Regions from separate parts of the Hordeum vulgare genome. Here region 2 is linked to region 1. Evidence: chromatin contacts called from public Hi-C data. All regions are on one chromosome and are shown on one strand. Each heading gives the region's core, a stretch centred on a gene start, on an enhancer-like site or on the middle of the called end of the contact. The rest is flanking DNA. Distances are from core to core; before and after follow the strand shown.

Region 1 (3,470 bases), core at 488-2,987:
TGCTCTGCTGATACCATACTCCCTTATTCGTACGGAGATACTTGGTAATGGAGGCATAATTAAATGACACAACTAAATGGACACTTATGTGCAGAGTCTCCTTCAGCTGTGTGTGTCTTAAACTCTTAATGCAGCAGAACGAATATGATGTTTTTGGGTTAAGCAGTGTCGATCTTGAGGGTCTCAACGAACCTCCGGTACGCCTTGACGTTGGTCGGCAGGAAGTCGAGGAAGTCATGGAAGCTGCTCTCCCTGTACATCCTCGGGTGGCGCTCGTCGACGAGCTCCTCGGCGCACCGGACCTTCTCGTCCATCGCCGCGCCATGGATGCTGGCGATGGAGATCCTCGCTTCATCCGTATTGAGGATGGCACGGTGCAGGAGGGACCTGAGCCGGCCGTTGCTCAGCACCTCCAGGTGGTCGCCGAGGTGGACGTGGAGCGCCCCTGGAATGGACGGGACCGGCGTCCATATGCCGCCGTCGTCGTGGTGCGTCACCTCCAGCCCCGGCGAGCTCTGCAGCAGGATGCTGATGAAGCCAATGTCCGAGTGCGGCGCCAGCCCGACCGTGTCGCCGGCCCGAGACGATCCCTGCGGGTAGTTGTTGAGCGCCATGAACTGCAGCCCTGCTCCGAGCTTCTCCTCAAGGTACATTGGGCATAGTCCCAGCCCCTCCACGATGGCCCCCGTGAGCTGCACCGACAGCCTCTGCACCTCCACGGCATACTTCCCCATCTTCTTCCTGCCGATCATCACTTGTTTTTTCTCAATCTAAGAAGAGTGTGGCAATGCCGAGGATTCCATGTTCAGGTTGATGATCAAGTACCTGTATGTTGGCGGCTGTGTTGGCCAGGAGTCGACCCAGTCCTCGATGGGATTGGCGTAGTGCTTGAGGAAAGACCTGGCCTTGCTGATCCCGTCCCGGGAGCTGGTGTCGTACCGGACCGGGCTGCGGATGTCGTCGCAGGCGAACGCCGCCTTGCGGTCGGCGGGCATGTCGAAGAACTCCGAGGCGGCCTCGAGCGCGCCGTCCATGGCGGACTTGCTGACGCCGTGGTTTATCACCTTCAGGTTCACCCCGGCAGCACAACGTGTCAGCACTGGCATCTCGGTATATATGTGCATGATATGATTTGTCGCTTGTTTTGCATGCGGTTAACTTAGTGCCAGGTCACTGTCAGTATTGAAATGGCTGCGTCCATGTCAGCACGTACGGGTAACTCATAGCCCTATCCATCTTTAACTGGCCGTAGCGTAGCGGAGGTGTCGTCGGCTTGAGGACCAGAGGGTGTAGAGTAGTAGCAGGAGTAATAACAAGCAGAAGCAGAGCAACGGACCTGGAAGCACCCCCGGTCGCGGCACGCCCGTGCTATGTCCTCGACGACGAGCGCCCGGGCGGCGGGGTCCTTGTCGCCGAGCCGGCCAATGTTGATCACCGGCAATGGTCGCTGCTGCCGGTGGTTGTGGTGGCTCGCCATGGTCCTAGCCAAGAGGCGCCCGGAGACGGCAGCAGGCATGCCTCGATCGTCTTGGCGCGTCCAACAAACAGAACTGATATGGTTCCTTGTTGCTGGCTCTTCTTCTTCTAAGATGGTTCGGATGCGTGCGTTCCATCTAGATCCCGAGCGCTAGTGGGATTTATAGGGCGGAATCTGGATGAAGAAGTAGGGAAGCAATCAGAGATGAGCAGCACACAAGAGGCATGGGAGGTAGCCGCGCTGCACTGCACTGCACTGCACTGCATGCCATGGATGCCACTGGTGGCCAAGCAAAGAGTACCAGATCCCCTGCACTTAGAGGTAGATCTTTTCTCTTGCCCTGGGTAGCGTGCGTGTGTGCGTATGTAGGCACGCACGCCCCGATGGCGACGGCGACGGCGACGTATCTGCGCTGCTGCGTCCAGGTGAAGAAGGGGGATGGTCGCCCGGTTCCTTTCCGCACCAGCTGTGGTTTAGGTGTGGGTTTCAGTGTGCGTGGGTGAGCAAGCAGGCTCACGATTCCGTTTTTGCTCGCCCCAAGTTGGCATCCAGCCCGCTCGGTTGGATAATGCTTGTTTTCTCGCGCCGGGGGTGGGGGAGGAACTCAACCGGCGGCGGGGTCAGGGTGTGGCTATCCTATGTTTGTTTCGGGATGGGGCCAGGAACTCAACCGGCGCCGGGGATGCACGAGGGGTTTTCCCGTTTTGGCGGTGCCGCGAGCTGACGAAGCAGCTATGTTTGTTTCGGGATGCCCGTCTGCTGGTTTTCTATATCGGGATCGCTAAATTTCAGACTTAACTAGTAAGTCTTAGAGGATGTTTGGATACTCTCTAGTCATGTGACTAGTAGTAGTCAGATTAGAAGTTTTTAGTCAGACCCTGTTTGGAAGGTGACTACTACTAGTCAGCATTAAATGTCTCTGTATTAAATTATTCTCATTTATCTCCCTTTCATTGGTATGCCAGCATGGGAGGATGAGCCTGCAACAGGATGGGCCCGCCAATTAATTGGAGAGAGACTTTAGTCACTTTTAGTTGGGGGTGGGGTGACTAGGGACTAAACTAGTTTTAGTCACCCATTAGTCAGGGGTGTTTGGAGGTTTACTGACTAAAGGTGACTACTACTAGTCTCTAGTCTCTAGTCTCTAGTGATCCAAACACCCTCTTACTAGTTGATGTTTCCGGACGCCCGTGTTAGTTTGTACTATACTCTTACTATTTCGATTAATCCTGGATTTTTAACTGGAAGAAATACTTTATGTTGTTGTGTGAGACATCATCCTGGACTTCCTCCCGACCCCCTCGTGCCGCCGCCCCACGGCGGCTCCGGGGGATCGGATCCCGACGCCCCAACCCCACACCCAACAGCAAATCGTGCTGCCACTGCCACTGGCGTTGGCCGCGGCGCCCGGTGCCAAGGCGCTGAGGCAGGAGGAGGCTGCAGCAACCCTTCGAGGCGGTTGGGGGCTTTGCACCGCGGCCAGGGCGGCTCCCTGGTCGTGCGGCGGCAACCGAGGACCCTATGGCTGGTGATGCTGGTGATGGTGGGCATGGCAGCGACCGCGTATCTGGACGTCGATTCTTCATGTGGATGGTCGGCGGCGCGATGAGAGGTTCGGTAAAGGGGTGAAGGACCTCTGCCGGAGTACCAACGGCGACATACAACTTTACGGCAAAGCTTTGTGCGGTTTCAGCCAGCCGCAAGATAGGGACGATGCGGCTTTTGGTGAAAACCGTGTCTGACTGCGGTCTTAGAGAACGATGGCGGCGTCTCTGGCGTTGTCCTTCTCAAGGCATCGTCGTTACAGGTCATGTCAACTAGATCGGGATGTTCCGAGGGAAATCCTAGATCTGGGTCTACCGGATCGGACGATGACGATGCCTTCAGTGTCGCTCTTCCTCCAGGGGGCATCGTTTTGGAGTAAGTGCTAGTTGAAGGGGACAAGAGGAGGAGCGGCTTTACATCTATCGCAAGGCCAACGACGGATCTGAGG
Region 2 (3,470 bases), core at 348-2,847, 74 kb after region 1:
TTATCGATAAGATTAAACCAGTTTTGTATTTTTAATGAACATTTCTAGTAGATGTGAACCTTTTTATAAAACGCTCGTGGGTGAAAATGCCACGTTCGATTATGTGCGCAGTCGATGCTAGCCGATGATAGATTCTAGCTGGAGTCAGATGGTACACTTTGTGGAAGGAAAAAAAAACTCAGTACTACTACTCGGGATTATGAACCTTGACCCTCTATTTCGTAGCCTAGGAAAAGCAAAGGGCCAGCCAAACCAGACAGCCCGGCAGCAGGTGAAATACGTGCATCTCTCCTGCCAGGGTCGGAGGGTCACCCGGCCATGTTCTCTTCTCTTGGCTCCCGGGGAGAGTGGTGACAGCCGACACTCACTTGGGTTGGTAGGCAGGTCGAATGAATCTGCCACACAAGGCAAGAGCCGGTCTTCCGCCGCCAAAAATGCCAAATCTCCTCTTTCCCGGCCATGACCCGCCGCCGTAACCAAGGCATGCAAATCGGCCGGCCTGCGTGCTATGGTGTCACATTGCCCGTTATTTTTTCCTTCTACTCTGAAATACTGAGATGTTATTGTGAGTATTTTGCTCTCTTCCGGGCTTTGGGGAGGCTCAGTGGGCTCTGCTGATTTTTTACCTTCACTGTTTTTCTTCTTTTTTTTCAACACGTTTCTATTTTTCAAAACATATTTTTCATTTTTCATATAAACGTGGAACATTTTTTGATACACATTGAACATTTTCTCCAATTTATGATGTACATTTTTCCAAAATACATGTTTCAAGAAAATGGTGCATGGTAAACATTTATTAAATACACCTTCATCACTTTTTTAATTGTTACGTATCATTCTTTCATGAACATTTCTTTTGGAAACATGAGAATATTTCTGTAAAATTTCACGTACAATTTTAATGAATGGTAATTATTTTTTACTTTGCACATATTTTTATAAAAAAAACTTCAACATTTTATGAAACACAAAACATTTTTTAGTTGTCACAAACACTTTTTTTACGCTATCAACATATTTAAAAGTGGCACAAACATTTTTGACACAGCATTAACATTTTTGAAACGTCTAGTGAACATTTGTAAAGTTTAAAGGAAATTATGTTTCTATTCTTAGAAATATACATAAAAGTAATTCTTATGGGTATGCAAATGTATTAAAAGAAAAACGAAACAATGTGTGATGTGTAGCCAGTGCTCGTCCTGCGCTGGGTCGGTCCACTGATGCGACGAGCCCAGACCATCTAAATGTTTATGCCACCTACGATGCCGAAACAACAACTCAATTGAATGTGAAGGTGATTCTAAAAAAAAGTTGATTCTCAAAAAAAATAAACGAAGCTTGACCTAGGAGTATACCTGGACATATGTCTGGCCGGGCTATAAAATGCCCGATGCTAAAAAATGAGGCCCGAACCCGGCCCGGCCCGACCTTCGGGCCTAACAAATCTGGCTCGAGTCCGAAAATGCCCGACACTCCGATCAACTCGACCCGACCACGTCTAAAATCATATTTTTCACAAGCCTAAGCCCGGCCCGACCCGACCGTCGGGCTCAATTTCTACGCCGAGCCCGGCCCGACCGTCGGGTTCAATTTCTACGCCCGAGCCCAGCCTGATCGGATAATTAGGCCTGGTCCGGCCTGGTATTTTTGATCCGGGCGGGGCTGCCCATGGCTAGGTCTACCTAGGATCAACTTGCGGTTACTCGAAAGAAACAGCGTGCGCTCGCACACATCCATCCACCGCGCCGCTGCCGCCTGGATACAAACGCTGCACACACGCATCTATCCATGGCGCCGCTGGACGCCGCCATCACACCAGGCTATCGTCGCCCTCTCTGAGAGCCGAGACAACGCCATCCTCGCCTCGCCATGCGCTGCCGCTGCTGCGCACTCCTGTTTCGCCGTGTTGATCGAGCGCACGCACGCACGCACGCCGCTGCGCCTTCTCCGAGACCACCGTACCTATGCCGAGCTCCCATGCATGCTGCTCGTGCTTGGGGTGTTCGCGCTAGCGATTGGAGCTGCCACCGTGGTGCCTTGCCTCCTCCAGCTCCACGACATTGAGCTCGTCCAATGCCAAGAGCAGGCCTCCCCTACGTCCCGACGCTCTGGTGCTCCGCCTCCACGACCACGCTCCGATACCAACACCGCCAGAACCTGGGTCCACCTGGCATTGGCCAACGGTGCTGAGGCAGGCGAGCCAGCCGACCGGCCCGACCAGAGGGTTGGTTGGTCACCCGGTCCGAGCCTCCTATAGCGGCTCGGCGAAGCAAGGAGTTGAGCCCAGTCTGGCTCGGCGCTGGTGAGCTTTGGGCTGGCTTGCTCCTATTCCTGTCCAGCCTGACCTGCGGACATGTTGCGGGGAGCAGCCGTCGTTGCTGCCGTGGTCTCGGAAGGTGGAGCTGTCTGACTTCAATACCTGATGCAGTTCCACCGTTTGTTATTTGTTTTATTTTAGTGGGTCCAATGGTAGGAGAGGAGTTCATTGATGGGTGAAATCACCACCAACTCAAACCTTTATAAATATATACTCGCTTCATTTAAATTTTTTGTTTTAGATTTGTTTAAAAATGAATGTATCAAAATACTAAAACGTGACTAGATACATTCATATATAGACAAACTTAGGATAATTTTTTTAGGACAAATGGAGTAGGAAAGATACCCGCAGTTAACTTCCGGGAGATCAGGACTACAGAAACATGCCTAGGCTGAAAATGAAGTGAAAACTTTCTGCTTTTCCGGAGGATAAATAGAAATGAAGAGAAAATATGAAAATGGAATATTTTATGCGGAAACATAAACAAAAACGAAACAGAGTTTTCCGATGGAACAAAGGTGGAAATGGAACTTTTCGTTTCCGCGAATATGAAATTTCCATTTTTTGTATAGGCCTATGGCTGCTTTGTAGCCCAACTATCAAACAACGCGCAATGCCACAATGATCATAATGGGTTATTTGAGGCCCAATTACCACATACATACTCAACTATGACCCTATACACAATTGTCCAGTACTACTACTACTATACTATGCTAAGGTGCCAACATAATCATACTATTTTTAACCATGGTAACATTTCATTACATTTTTGGTTTTATGTTTATTTCTACATGACTCAAAGGGTTTTAAATTTCCGGACAATGCCCACTTCATGTTTTCGTGTCCGCTCCGTATTCGCTCGTCTGTTTCCGGTAGACGGTAGTATCTGTTTCCACATTCATTTTTGGGGTTTCTATATTAATTTCCGTTTCTTCAAAAAAATATGAAAACAAATCTGATAGCACCCAGTTCAGTACATTTCCGTTCCGTTTTTATCCCTACATATGCCACTGGTTACTATGAAAAACAATAAACACTGAGTAATACATATAGACCAGCAAAAAAGACTTACCACTGAGAGCTGTGAAACAAACATAATGCTCTTCTACACTGTTACCAATCTGGCAAACGAGGGCCGGGT

The links. Hi-C and Micro-C count contacts between places; a contact is called where the count stands out from the background.
Region 2: a contact with region 1 is called in a Hi-C map of leaf, with 2.4 times the contacts expected there. The contact joins the enhancer-like site here to the promoter of LOC123431162 in region 1. A contact is called at or near these places in 2 of 6 Hi-C or Micro-C datasets (leaf and seedling).

Annotation. Positions count from the first base shown.
Region 1 is chr2H:643,345,963-643,349,432 of MorexV3_pseudomolecules_assembly, forward strand. It overlaps LOC123431162 (2-oxoglutarate-dependent dioxygenase 21, chloroplastic-like), which reads right to left and starts at 1,738. Exons shown (of 3, transcript XM_045114998.1): 1 at 1,337-1,738; 2 at 826-1,064; 3 at 1-741. The coding sequence starts at 1,516. The coding sequence ends at 159.
Region 2 is chr2H:643,420,279-643,423,748 of MorexV3_pseudomolecules_assembly, forward strand. No RefSeq gene overlaps it. Among protein-coding and RNA genes, the nearest start is that of LOC123428888, 25 kb to the right of the region's middle. Within about 2 kb of position 1,598, at least 3 of the 3 cell types and tissues checked have open chromatin away from gene starts, as enhancers often do. A contact at or near this core is called in leaf and seedling, where this site is marked.